Regions from separate parts of the Mus musculus genome. Here region 2 is linked to region 1. A link is a contact called in public HiChIP or PLAC-seq data. All regions are on one chromosome and are shown on one strand. The core of a region is the stretch at or near the end of the contact, and the rest is flanking DNA. Distances in the headings are between cores, read along the strand shown. Region 1 overlaps Tbx2 (T-box 2). Region 2 overlaps Med13 (mediator complex subunit 13).

Region 1 (7,180 bases), core at 3,244-5,743:
CCACGCTGGCTTGCCCTTCACGAGAGGCAGTGCGCCCCCAGGCATTATACACAGAATCGCCTGATCTAATGTGATCTCTGCTGAAGTAACTGGGGATGGTAAAATGACACAGTCAATGACAGCTATCTGCAAAACATTGTGCTAGGTATCCATCCAGCTCAGAACAAAGGTGACCAGAACAACCCTGGAGGAACCAGAGGGCCCAGTTTTGAAGGAAGACAGCCCAGCACTTTGCAGAAGAAGGCCCTGAGACAAGGTCACTAAGAGTAGGCTAGAGCAGAGCCTGGAACACGGTTCTGGGAGTAGGCAGGACCCACAAGGACCCCATTGCTAGGCTAAAGGGCCGGGACCACCCTGAAAATTCTATAGCCTTTGAAGGGCTTCCTCATCTCAGGATATGCAGGGAAGGCTTAACCAGCAGACAGCAGGGAAGCTTCCCAAAGGTGGCCTGCAAAGACACATGCCCTGGGTGGCAGGAGCAAAGTTTTTGCTCCAAAACACATAGGGTACCAAACTCCCAGGGGACAAAGAATTATCAGCCTTGCCGGAGAGCACAGTTGAAAGGCTAGTCGTACATGTAGATAGCCTGGAACCTTCTATAGCAAAAAGACGTCCTCTGGGAAGACACTTATTCCCACGTGCGCGCGCACGCATGCACACTCACGCGCAATCACCCAACCTGAGCCTTGGTTCTGAGGAGGCCTTGTCTGGCTAGGACTGAAGCTGAAGGCCAACAGGAATTCTCTACAACTTACTCCAAGTGGGCTTGGAAGACGACCTTTGGTCCAGGGCTTGAGCAGGACTGTCCTGTAGGCCCTGCTTCCAGATGGTAAAATTCATTCATTGGTTCATTCACTCATTCATTTCTTCTTCGAATGCTTTCTGTAGCCCTCTTCTTTGTTTGAGCAGTTTTCAGTCTGGGGTCCGAGCAATGAGCAAAAGAAACACCAACTTGGGCTGGAAAGATGGCTCAGCGGGTAAGAGCACCGACTGCTCTTCCAACGGTCCTGAGTTCAAATCCCAGCAACCACATGGTGGCTCACAACCATCCCTCGTAACAAATCTGACTCCTGGAGTGTCTGAAGATGGCTACAGTGTTCTTACACATAATAAGTAAGTAAATCTTTAAAAAAAAAATAGAAAACAAAAAAAAAAAAAAAAAAAAGAAACACCAACCATGCCAACTATGCCTTAAGGAAGTCAATGACCTTGTAGGTCACAGAGATTTGATGAAATATCTACCCTCCCCAGAGGAGACATGGCAGACATGGGGTCTGGTAGAAAAGACTGAGCCCCAGAAGGCAGGGGCAGGAGAGAGCCCACCTGTCTGTCTTTAAGACAGGATATCATTATATTGTACAGGGTAGCCCAGTGCTCCCCCCCCCCGCCCCGGTCTCTCTCTCTCTCTCTCTCTCTCTCTCTCTCTGTGTGTGTGTGTGTGTGTGTGTGTGTGTGTGTGTATTGTTGTTGTTGTTGGAAGAGGGAGTTTGTTCTTCGAGATAGGAATGTCACTGTGTAACCAGTATAACCAGGAATGTCACCGAGTAACCAGGCTTTCATCTATTGGCAGTCCTCCTGCCTCAGCCTCCTAAATGCTGGGATTACTGGCATGAGGCACCACACACAACTAACCTCAAACCCTGTCCTTTCCTGTCTCTGCTTCCTCTATGCCTAAGTGTATGCAAACAAGACTGTGTTTGCACGTGGTCCAGCGGGAAGGGGCACCTGTACAGATATATACTTATGGCTATTGGTGTGCATGCGGTCTCTCCACGCGCCTGTGTGCACAGGTGACTGTGGTGGTGTGGGGGATGGGTGAGGGATGACCTAAGAGGTGTCTATTGCACAGGATATCAGTGATGCGACCAGCAATCTTATGGGCAAACCCAGAAAGCCTAAGGGCAGACACAGCTGCTCTGAGAAGGGAGGAAGACCCTGGGTGGGGACAAGAAGGAAGGACTGTGCATGTGCTCTGCGACTAGATAAAAATTACCCAATGGCATCTCTCATGTCCAGAGACCACAGAGCAGGAACCCTCGAGGCTCTGGGAAAGAACACTGGCTTGGGAAGATTCTGTGACCTCTCTTCAACCGGAACAGGTCTAAGCCTTGGTTTTTCTCTCTGGAACGGAAGTTCCCATTCCAAGAATGAGAAGGAAATGTGTTTGGCATGGGGTGGTGGCCCACAGCTCCTCTTGTCAAGCTGAGGAGCAGCTGCCATGGAGCCAGAGGACATCCTGTTCTCAAGAAATAAAAACAAGAGTGAAGACGGGCCGTGGCTACGTTCCCCTGCTAGACTGATGTGAAGCCAGCAGCCATCTTGGTCTCCTGGGCTTGTCTCTAAATCAGGCTACTTCTCCCACAGCCAGACCCTGGCCAGGACACCAGGGCTCAGCATCCGGCAGTCAGCAGAGGTCATGCACCCAGCCCTTTTGTCCCTTCCCAGCTGGGAGCCTGACTTATACCCACCATCACCTCATTAGCTGCTGCTGCCAAGGGCCCTGCTCACTGAATTGTGAAAGAGCCTTTTCCTTTATTTACTGGAAATCCTGGAACCCTTCATTTCTCTGAACCCCAATGTCATCCTCCGCGGTTCATGGTCACTATACTGCCCCTGACTTAGCCTTCACTGAGAGCGAGCCCTCATGAGAAAGTACTCTGAATACCATCAAGCCTTCAGTTCAGGGAAGGATTGAGCCCATGTAAATAGCCCAGATCTAGGGGATACCCTTTAGGAAGGGGCCTCAGAAGACCCTCCACTGGTACCGTTTTCTCTCCTTGGGGAGAACCTGCATTCAGTCTGTCAGCAACCCCATGGTGCTGGAGGCCAGAGTCACCTCACAACCCATAGGATGTGCCCCCTCCCAACTGTGCTTGGTGGGAAGGTTGAACTGTGACAGCCACATCCCACAGGGACTGGAGGCAGCTGGAGCCAGCTGGTTCCCCGAGGGTTTCAGAACCTGGAATGCTATTTCCTAATCGGGAATTCATCCAGGCCACCAATCCTGACCCCAGTCCAAGAAGCTTAGCAACAGTCAAAGTTCCCAAGGTCTGTGAGTGGCTCTGCCTATGTCTCAGGCCCAGGTTCCTCAAGGGTTAGGTCCTTGTTCAGGAGCCTTTGATGTCGGGGAGGGGAACGTTTCAACTAGTCTCTCACATATCACTTTGGGTTTGGTCCACACCATTTACTTTGCCAACCGGGATCCTGGAGCTCAGAAAAGAGAGTCGTACTGTTCAGGATCTCATGGCTAGAGGCAAAGGTTGGCTTTGAACTTCTCATTCAGTTTTCCTACTGAACATCTGCTTTGCAATAGATGGGCATCAAGTGACTGTTAGATTACCAAAGGTCTCATCCTATCCTCTGGTATGCCTTGAAGGTGCCGAGACTCTGGCTGGGGGGAGGCAACAAGTTGCTGGCTAAGGAAGAGATGCAAGACTGATGGGAACTGGGCAGGTTTCTATCCGTGTGCTCTTAAAAAGCGTATGTAGACTTATTCTGCCCGTTTGTCGAGCTGCTGGCATCTTTGGTACTTAGCTCCCCCAAATTTTCCCCACTCTGAGTGTGCCATTTGTTAGTGATCAGGTTTCCCCTCTTTACCCACGAGCATCCGACTCAAACCTGACTCAAACTCTGGTGGCTCACTTCTGAGTCCTTCTTACTTAGCATCTTCGGGAACTACTGAAGACCCAAAGCCTCCTCAAGACCTTTGGTTGTCTTGTAAGATTTAACCCTTGGTCCTCAAGTGCACTGGTCCCTGGTGCATACCTAACAGTCTCTTCGTGTGACCTTGAGGAGCTGAGGAGGTGGAGGTAGGAGCTGAGGAATGTCTTAGCCAACACTTACACCCAAGCTTGCATGGTTCAGTGGAGCTTCACACTCCAAAAGGGCCAGAGGCGTGTTTTCCAGTGCTCATAGATCCCAGCCCTGACTGTGTTTCCAAGAGGCCAGGAAAGCCAGAGGCAAGCGCCTTCCCTGTCCCAAGAAGAATCTGAGTCCAGCCAGGCACATCGAAGACCATAGCTTCTAGGAGCTGGCACTGCAGGGCAGCTCCAAGAGAAAAACCCACATTAAGTTTTGAGCTCCCTCGTCGGTGCCCGCAGTCGGCAGCCCACTCAAGTCCCTGGGCCTGGACCTACAGTGGATCTGAGATCCCTCTCCGTGCCCATTTCTCTGGACTCACTGCACCTTGGGCTCTGGCAGGGAGTGCTGGCCGGCTGCTTGACCGGGCCCTGTCCTGGAGCGCCATCTCGTGGGAACGTGGGGAGTTCCTGAGGCCTGGGACCTGGGAAGGCTCCCGAGTCCGGAGCAGCCAAGTGAGTTCGGGGTCCTTAGCCCATCAAACCCGATGGACAGACACGCACCCCAAGGGAGCCTAAAAGAAACTCGGAGGGGAAAACAGTCATCCGGGCACCAACACTTTCCCTGGTGGGTAACTTGTCTGCTCTCCAGAGGACGCGACACAATGCCCTGAGATCACCCGGAGCGCCCAGCCCCCTCCAACGCACGGGGTCGTTCTCCCCGCTGACTCTTGATCGTTGGCTGGACTCAGCCTACCGGGAGAGTGTTCCAAACTTCTCGGTCAAGGGCGGAGAGGCGGAAGGAGAATGGGAAAAGGAAACGAAGTTGGATTTAGGGTCGCTCCCAAGGTAGGAAGGAGGGCTCAGAGTTGCAATTCTGATCTCTCCCAAACCGTTCCCTCCGCGGCGGCCTTCACCTAGAGAAGCGGGGGGCGGGGCCAGAGCCCAGGCGGGGCGGGGCCCGAGCTCAGGCGGGACGGGATCGCTGTCGCGCCGCGGCGTGCTCCTCCCCGCGTCAGTGAATCCACAGTGGGCTGGGGAGGCTGAACCCGGTTCAACGCCCTCCAGGAGGACAGGGCCTTCTGCCGAGGCTCAGAAGCTCTGCACCGCAGCGGGAAGTTTGGAAGGAAGAAATGGCTCGAGGGTTCGGAAGCCTCGGATTAACCGCGTGGAAAATGCAGTGTCCAACATCTCGGAATCTATTCAGTTGCGCTGCTAGGGGTCTCACGAAGGCTCCAAATGCTGAATCTTCGAGTTCTCGGGTGTTATCACACCCAGTCCTAAACCAGCACAGTTCTCTAAGACCCCACACTCCCCATTGAGTCTCTTGGCGACACGCTTGGTCACCCACTTAACAGACCTCAGAGGCCCCTTGGTCACCCACTTAACAGACCTCAGAGGCCCCTTGGTCACCCACTTAACAGACCTCAGAAGCCCCTCGATACCCATCGCTCACACACTCCTCTCTGCTGACGGATTTGCCATCCAATGGCCCTGGTTGGGCAGGTCCTGAAGGGTTAAGGCAGCGGGTACACGGGCGCTTGAGCTAATTGGCGACCCCCAGAGACAATGAAGACTGGAAGGCTGGGAAGGCTGGTGGCTTAATTGGGCCTGGGAGTGGCCAGGCCTTTGTCTGGGACAAGGCCCAGCCCGTCAGCTGCAGGATTCCCCAAGCCGCACTTGGCCTTGCAGCTGGGGCCCAGCGGAGCACTGTAGTGGCAATCCCGGGAGGGGGGTGTGTACGGCCGAAAGCAGGGGAGCGGGAGGATTCTCCAAGCCGCGCTGCAGGCTCGGAAATAACACCAGACCCGAGTTGCTGCGGCCCTGCCCACCACCGCGTGTGCTGCCCCCTGGTGTCCGCAGGCCGAGGGGGCCCCACAGCCAAACTCTCGGCATTCTTTCCTGGTTGAAAGCGAGAGGCAGCAAGATGCCAGTGCACACGTTGCTTTGGGATTTTTTATTTTTATTTTTTACGGGGAGTTTCAACCCAAAGTGACCTCAAATAAACGTAGAGATAGGGAGAGACTCTATGCGAAGTAGGGAGGGACTTTCCTTGTTCCTGCTTGGTTCGTGAACCACATTGCCTAATCAGTCCAGGCGGAGCAGAACAGGGGAGCCATAGCTCACCTACGGTTGGGATGAGACCATCTACACACAGGCACGCACACGCACGCGCGCGCACACTCCACACTCTCTACCCAGGGAAACTTGAGGCAGCCCTGTCTCAGAGGAGTTGGACAAAGTTTTTTCCTTGTAAGTGTGTCAGCCCAGGAAGGTGTTCGGAGCATTAGGAGTTCCTGAAACTTTCAAGTCTACCTACATCTTCACTCTGCCCTTCAAATCATTGCTGATGTCCCCGGGCGAGTGGAAAGTCATACACGCCCCAGAGGTTCACAATGTCTAACAAGGCAATCTTTTGGGGTTGGACGTCAAAACCTCCTGGACTTAAAGGGATGAAGACGGGGTGCTCAACGACCACAAATCCAGAGACATGTAATCAGCTCCCGGAGGCACCTGCCAGCTGGATGAGGTTACTAGCTGTGGCCTTCTGGAGCGGCGTGGATGGGAGCTCTCCTTAACAGAGGGGGTCTTAGGGAAGCACCAGCCCAATGGGGCCAGTGGGACACAGTGGGACTCCCTTGAAAGTCGCCAGCAAGTTGATGCAAGGAGGGGATCGAAGATAAACAAGCTGTAAGGAGGGATTTTTAGGCCAGATTTTCCCAGCACCCCAAGCACCGAGTGATTCCAGAAGGCAGAGTGATGGGACAGAATTCTGGAGTTGGTGGTACTGAAGAAAGTTGGCCACTACCTCCTCCCCAACACACACACACACACACACACACACACACACACACACACACACACACACACACACGAAAGGAGAAAGAGAAGAGAGCAGGGCCCCGTTTCCCAGATCATGTACCCAGGAAGGTTGAAAGGAGGGGTGAGGAGCAGGTCCACAGTGTCCTAGAAAGGGAGTCGGGAGTCCAGGCCACTCTGTGCGTTTTGCGTTAATCCTGTGACTAGGTGCGGGGAGTGGCAGGAGCTGCGGTCACACAGAGTGGCCAGCAGGGGGAGCCCGGGCCGCGGGCCTGGGTCGCGGGGGCTGCGGAGCGGAGTGGCGCCTCCAGGCCTGGCCTGAGCCGGGCGCCGACGTCGGCGCCTCGGAGCCTCGCGGATCTGCTCGAGGCCGGGCTGCCGGGCCGCCATCGCCGAGGTGCAGCTGAGGGCCAGAAAGGGGCGCCCGTGTCCCCGCCTCAGTCCCTTCTTCAGAGCCCCAGCCCCGCGCGGCCCACAGAGCGCACAGCGCGGGTCAAATCGCATGATAGCGTTTTTATTATTTTCTCGCTTCGTTCTCCCTCTGGAGCAAAAAGTGAAAACCT
Region 2 (7,180 bases), core at 1,666-4,165, 480 kb before region 1:
ATCTTACAGGAGACTTGACCAAAATATCAGCTTTCTAATTAACTGCATTTCTGAAGGTTTGGTAGCAGAATGGTTTGACTTGGGATTCTTTGGGCAATTGAACTGATTTCATATTTTGAGACCTTTTGATAAAATTTGATTGTAAGGCTTTTGTCAAGTTTATTACTTTTTGGCGTATTAAAGGTAGATTATATGCTTTTACCACCACATAATAATAGTGGCTTTGGTATCTGTTACTGTACTTTGTGATTGGATATGTACCTATCCCTGTTTTCCCATGAAAATCATCTAAAGGAATGGAGTCCCTCCAAGTTGTGGCCAAGGTTGTAGGTTTTTTTGTTTTTGTTTTGGCTTTTATACATTAACTGGGTTTACTTGAATATATTGACAGACTCTTAAGTGTTGTGGTATGTTTCTATGTAGATTTAAGTTTTTACTTAGTTTTTTTGGGGGGTTGAGCCATCTAATTTTTGAAAGGCAACACTGTTGAAAACTTGTATCTGTTGGTAGATTAGAATAAGTATATGATACATTAACTAATATTTAACAGATTAAACTAGTTAACTACAATTGTTCTTGAACATAATTTAAGAACAGAATTGACAACTTTTGTTTACTTGGTTAAATGTAGTTCACTCCCTGTTTTGTTGTATGGCCTATGAGCTGAAAATGAAAGGGCCTAACTTGGTGGCACAGGCCTTTAATCCCAGGGGAGGCAGAGGCAGGCAGGTCTACAAAGCAAGTTGCAGGATAGCAAGGGCTGTTATACAGAGAAACTTTGTCTTGAAAAAAACAACTGAAAAAAAGAAACAAGTATTTCATTAAGTTTATGGTGTTTTATCTGTGTGTATGCACATCTTGTGCCTGTATTGGTCTGGGAGGTGAAAGGAGTATGTAGGATCCTCTGGGACTAGAGTCAGAGACACCTGTGAGGCACTGTGTTGGTGTGGGGATCAAACCTGGGTTCTCTAGAAGAGCAACCCCCGCTTATAACCAGTGAAGTATTGTTCTAGCTTTTGGATTTTTTAGAGAGTTTGAAAAAGTTAAAAAAAGTATTTTGTGATACATGAGTTATGACATGCAAATTTTAGTGTATATAAATAAAAATTTATTGGAACATATCCATATCTCATTTTCATACTGTCTGTGATGCATTCACTTGGCAATGGCAGACAGAATTGACTAGTTATGTATCACTGTATGTGGGTATACATTTTGGGAAATTCTGGATCCTTAGGCAATGAGACCACTGGGGTGTGCGTGCGTGCGTGTGTGTGTGTGTGTGTGTGTGATGTGATGTGATGTGTTGTGTGTGTGTGTGTTTGTATACACACGAACAGCTGCAACTCTTACTGTCTAGTCTCATAGAAAAGAGGTTTCTTTGTCTATGTAGAGATTTTTATTGGGCAGCTTTTTTCGTTTATAATGTGCTTTTGTTTTAGTTCTCTTGAAATAATGGATTTCAGTAATTTTATTTGAAGTGATTTTAGAGGAAGACGCTAAGGAATGACATTAACATTTCAATTCTTGGCCTTAAGACAAAAGTTTGCTCTTCGAAAGTTACTTACTTTCACATTTTAAAGAAATTCCTCCTAGGTTTATAGAGATTTTCATATACTAAATTAGTAAATGTGATTTTCCATGTATTTCTATAGTTTAGTGTATTATGATATATATGTATGTGATTTATTCCTCATAGATTAGAAAGCCAGTATTATTTCTGGGATATTTTATATTTGTTGTGCTGGTGGATTGGTGGATTGGCACACACACATCTATTGATATTTAATTTAGGACAACAGCTTTCCTAGACTCAGAATGCATGAATGAACAAGCCTCTTGCTGAAACCTATACTCTAGTGGAAGTGATAATTTGCTTACAAAAATTCAGTTCTCTTTCTAAAAAATTTAAGAGTGATATGTACAAGTCAGAAAATAGGATAATGTGACTTTTAAACTCTTGTGACTTGAATTTACTCATTTCATACTCAGAAATTTGAGGCATCATATTTTACATATAAAGGGTTTTCTTGTGCTTGTACTGATCTGAAAACTGTCTTCAGAATTGTTATTATCAAGGAGAAAATTTTTTAATTGCATCTTTTTGTTGGTAAGGGGGATTAGTAAGAGTAATAGGAAAAACTCTGAAAGAGATCACTTTGTCATACCATGAAGGTGACACATCCTTTAGGAAGACTTACCCACTTGTTTTTAGTATGGAATTATTGTTAGAATAATTCTCTGTAAAGACGCCTTACATTTTGGAAAGGTCTATATAGAACAATAGGACGGGGACTTTAATGTCAACAATTTAAAGAGCTACTTCTAGTAATATTTGTAAGTCCTAATTAGTAGTTTCTTTCTTTCTTTTTTTTTCAAAGATTCATTTATTTATTTTATGTATATGCGTACATTGTAGTTATCTTCAGACACACCAGAAGAAGGCATTGGATCACATTGCAGATGGTTGTGAACCACCATGTGGTTGCTGGGAATTAAACTCAGGACCTTTGGAAGAACAATCAGTGCTCTTAACCATTGAGCCATCTCTCCAGCCTGTAGTTTCTTATTCACATAACAAAGTAAAGAAATACGGCTGTTTACTGTTCCTGTTTCATATACATAAAGTATAGCCATGTATTTCACTTCGTCAATGGAGATCCTGTTCTCCCTACCCCCACCCCCGTCCCCCATGTCCTCCAAGGTTTTCTCTATGTAGTTCCTGTCTTGGAATGCTCTGTAGACCAAGCTGGCCCTGAAAGCTGGCCCTGAACTTGGACGCCTGCCTCCTGAGTACTGGAATTAAAGGCATGTGCCACCACACCCCGCTTGGATATCACTATTATTGCCTTGTAGGAAGTAGATTCTCAAAATTTATGTCAGTTCTCATTTATACTTAAGCGTTACTACTGCTAGAGCTTAAGGATGTGACTCATTGGTAGAATATTTGCCTGGCATGGAGAAGAGATGGTTTGATCTCCAGCTCCTAGAGAAACAATAAATGAACTCCAAAGTGGTTTTATTTATGTGAGCCTAACTTTAGATACATTTTAAAGTACTACTTAATAAAAAAATAATTCACTTTAGATACATTTTAAACCACTGCTTCATTAGAAAAAAATCAGGAAACCTAATATACATCTACATGAACAAAGTATTTTTTTTAAAAGTTAGATTAATTAATTTATGTGTTGTGAGTGTTTTGCCTGCATGTGTGTTTGTACCATGCATGTACCTGGTACCAGTAGAGGTCAGAAGAGGGTATCTGGTATCACTGAAACTGGAATTCCAAACTAGGAGTGCCCTATGAGCACTTGAAAATTGAACCTTGGTCCTTTGCAAGGACATTAAGTGATCTTAATGAATTACTAAGCTTTATTAATTATTTCCATAAACTTTTTTTGAAAGATAAATTATTTAGATTCTATTTTGATTGAATTTTTTATTTTTTGGGATGTGTGTGAGATAGGGTCTCTGTGTAGCCCTGGCTCTCCTGGAGCTTGTTTCACACACCAGGCTGGCCTTGAATTCACAGAGATCCACTGACCTCTGCCTCCTCTCAAGCCCTGGGATTAAAGGTGCCCATCACCATGCCCTAAGTCAGTGTAGTGTAGAAGCTAAAGCTACTTTAATAAAACTGATTCCATTAATGATTGGAATGATGTTTTACATAATAGGATTTTATATCATCAAGTATTCGTCATTTGGAAGACAGTGGTTGGCTGAGTTATGCAAATTTAAATGTTGGAATATTTTGTTATATTTAATAATAAAAAATGTATTTATGTCACCAGTGGCCTAATGTAACTTTCCAAATTTTTAAATGTTACTCAAAAGCTCAAATTTATCAGTTGTTCTTAATTAAAATGGCAAACTCGCTGTGTTTTAAAAGAACCTTATTAAGCAATTTTATCAAATAATGAAAAAATGGATAATTATGGTTTATCAAAGATTATTTTCCTATTTTGCATGTGACAAGATTTTGTTAAATGGCCACAGGTTAGTCTAGATCTCATGAAGCTGGTGGCTGGCCTCATGCTGATGGTTATTCTGCCATATTCTCCAAGTTCTGGGTTGTGGTATTCAGTGCCACCATAGTCAACTCAGTGATTTGTTTTTCAAATAAAAGTGTTATTCCATGAAGAAAAAAACAGCTAGTTTAGCTTTGACCTCAAGTAACAATGTAAGTAATTTTCCTCAAAGCAATCATTAACCTTAATTGTGTAGCAGAGAGGCTGCATATGGACCCATTTCTTCATACAGAAAATGGAAAGCAGTCCAAGTATATAAAGCCGCTGAAGTTTAATAAAATGTGATCCTCCCCTCGGTTTTTGTAGGAAAAAAAAAAGAGAAAAACTGAGTTTAAAGTAAAATTGGCTTTAAACATATCCTAAATTGATAGAGTGCATATCTAGCATACTGTACCAGCTCTGGGTTCAAACCTCTGTACATCATAAAACTCAGAAAACACAAATCAAGAAATGCCTGTGTATCTGGTAGCGAAGACAAGCGCTCTCACCGCTAGCACATTTGGTACTGTTCAAGGGTCTGACTGCTGCTGGTCTTGTTCCATCACTGTGTCAGTATAATGGGAAAGGCAATAATGTTCTGCTATGAAAATCATTTTAACTGGGTGTGATGCCACATATTTATAATGTCACCAGGCAAGAAATCCTGTCTCAAAAAATCTTTTAAATTAAAAGTTTTAATCTCTACAACAGGCAAGTATTTGAGTAACTAAGAGATGAATGATACTGTCATTATTTTTATGCTAAATTATTCTATTGTTTCTTTTGGAGGTGTCTGTGTTACTTTTACCTATCTTTATCTTCTCTTAATTAGGCTGCCATAGAGGTTTGGCATTCTATGTTTGTTCTTGAGTCCTATGGTACAGTAGTATATGCTGTTAATTACTGAACCCTATTTTTCAGCATCTAGGTCATGTTCTTGGAGCCACATACAAGGCATTTTTAAAAAAAATTATTTATTTTTATTTTATGCACATTGGTATTCTGCCTGCATGTATATCTGTGTAAGGGTGTTGGTTTCCCTGGAACTGGAATTACAGATAGTTGCTCTTAACCACTGAGCCATCTCTCCAGCACAATACAGGACATTTTTATTATTGTAGTAGAAACTTGTCTTAGAGTCAGCATTTTTGGCAAGAGTACTTCATAGACGATGGTTTTGTAATATGCCACATGAGAAGAGACATGGGGTCTGGTTACCCTTCTTCTAAGAATGTTTAATATTTTTAACTAGTTGTAGTGGCCCATGCCTTTAACCCCAGTACTTGGAGGCCACCCTGGTGTACAGACAGTTCCAGGACTGACAGCCATGGCTGCATAGAGACCCTATCTCAAAAAAAAAAAAAGTTTAACTTTGACTACAAGTTGATACTTTGACCTTTGCACTGAAGTTTCTATCAACTACAAATACAGTTTTGTTCTCTTGAGATCTTTGATTTCTTTTTTTTTCTAAAAGATTTATTTTTATTATTTTTAATTATGTGTCTTGAGTGTATGTGCCCATTAGTGTGGGTACCTGAGGAGGGCGGAGGCCTAGGATTCCCTGGAGCTAGAAGAGTTCCAGGCAATTCTGAGCTACCTAATAAAGGTGAAGGAGGTCTCAACCACTGAGCCATCTCTCCAGCCTAAGATCTTTTATTTCTTTTCTTGCCTTGCTGTGTTGGATAACTTTTTATTTAAATATTAAGCAATAGTGCATATTACTTGGTTATTAGTAATAGTTCCTTTGTTTTCTCATTTACTCTGTTAATGTAAAGAATAATACTGATTTATTTTCATTTCTTTTCTATTGCCATACCTTAAATTTTTAGCTAGGATAAACCCCATTTGCTTTATGATGAATGTTTTATACTTTGCTGGGTTGACTTGTTCCTAATTATGTTAATTTTTTGCTTCTGTGAATGATGTGCACTTCTGTTCTTGAAGAATATTGGTCTATGATTTTCGTACATTGTCTTTGATTTTGCTGTTTGGGTAATGGTGAATTTGGTTTTTCTGTGTCCTTCGGATATTGGTCATGTTTCCTTTGATAGTATCCAGTGAGATGTCCCAGACCTTGTGTGAAAGAACTATTCAGAGTGTTCTTTATCAGAAACTTCTGTGGAAATAAAACTGGTTGCCATTTTTAAAAACCGTTTTGATTTATTACACTTGTGTATTGGGGGTGGGCATGCACACGCAGCAGTGAGAATGTGGAGATCTGAAGACAGCCTGTAGGAATTGATTCTTGCCTTCCCTGTGGCTTTTCAGAATTGACTCAAGTGGTTAGCCTGTGCTAATGTTCTGTTGTAGATTTGATTTAGCTAACAAGGCTCCCAGAATTAAAGAAAATATACTACTGAATTTAAAATTTCATATTCAACTCTTTATGAAGTAATTTCTTTGTGTAAAAAGAAATTTGAAAATACATATATATCTTAGCCCTAACAAAATTATTAGATTTTAAGATATGGTTTAAGTCCTTCAGTTCAGAAATCCTTCATGGATGAAGAACAGGTTGTTTTAAGCATTTCTTTTCCTTTTCTAGTTAAGTGATTTCTCCTGCAGTGCCAAATACTGGGAGAACCTAGGTAGACCCATCTGTCAGTCAATTCTAGCACCTTTTAGACTAATCAGTTACTATAGTATTGTAATTAATGACTAAGCTTGGGCAAGCCATTCTTAATAGTTACTAAGTCTGAAAAACCAGGTATATTTACAAATGAAGAAATTTCAAATTTCCTTATACTTTTTATCTTAACTAGATTCATCGAGAAGCCAAGATAGTAAGATGATGTAAGTTAGCTAGCTATTTGATCCCAGAGCTATTAAGTGAATGTGAGTTGATTTAAAATTCTTTTAGAAGACAATATGTGCATGAGTGTTTTGTCTGCATATATGTATGTGTACCATATGTATGCCTGGTGCCTGAAGAGGTTAGAAGAAGGTTCCTTGGAACTGTAGTTAAATATGGTTGTGAGTTACCACATGAGTGCTGTGAATTGAACCAGAGTCCTTTGCAAGAGCCAGTGCTCCTTAACCATCACACCATCTCTCCTGTTCTGCACATGGGCTTTATGAATTGTTCTGTACAAGCGATTTGTAAATTCAAATCATCATATTTTTAGAGTTGCATATGAAAAACCAATGACCTTACTGTCTCAAAATCTTAC

Evidence for each region. HiChIP or PLAC-seq counts read pairs in DNA pulled down with a chosen protein or histone mark.
Region 2: a FOXA1 HiChIP or PLAC-seq map of pancreatic cancer cells shows a contact between it and region 1. The contact joins two enhancer-like sites. A contact is called at or near these places in 2 of 39 promoter capture datasets (cranial neural crest and maxillary cranial neural crest) and 3 of 115 datasets of contacts at active chromatin or transcription factors (bone marrow-derived macrophages, pancreatic cancer cells and stem cell-derived neural progenitor cells).

What each region holds. Positions count from the first base shown.
Region 1 is chr11:85,841,879-85,849,058 of GRCm38.p6, reverse strand. Tbx2 (T-box 2) reads right to left here. Exons shown (of 7, transcript NM_009324.2): 7 at 7,111-7,180. Among named protein-coding and RNA genes, the nearest start is that of Tbx2, 13 kb to the right of the region's middle. Within about 2 kb of position 4,493, at least 171 of the 459 cell types and tissues checked have an H3K27ac peak or open chromatin away from gene starts, as enhancers often do. A contact at or near this core is called in pancreatic cancer cells, where this site is marked.
Region 2 is chr11:86,320,101-86,327,280 of GRCm38.p6, reverse strand. The region is part of intron 8 of Med13 (mediator complex subunit 13); the gene reads left to right. Among named protein-coding and RNA genes, the nearest start is that of Med13, 34 kb to the left of the region's middle. Within about 2 kb of position 2,915, at least 28 of the 459 cell types and tissues checked have an H3K27ac peak or open chromatin away from gene starts, as enhancers often do. A contact at or near this core is called in pancreatic cancer cells, where this site is marked.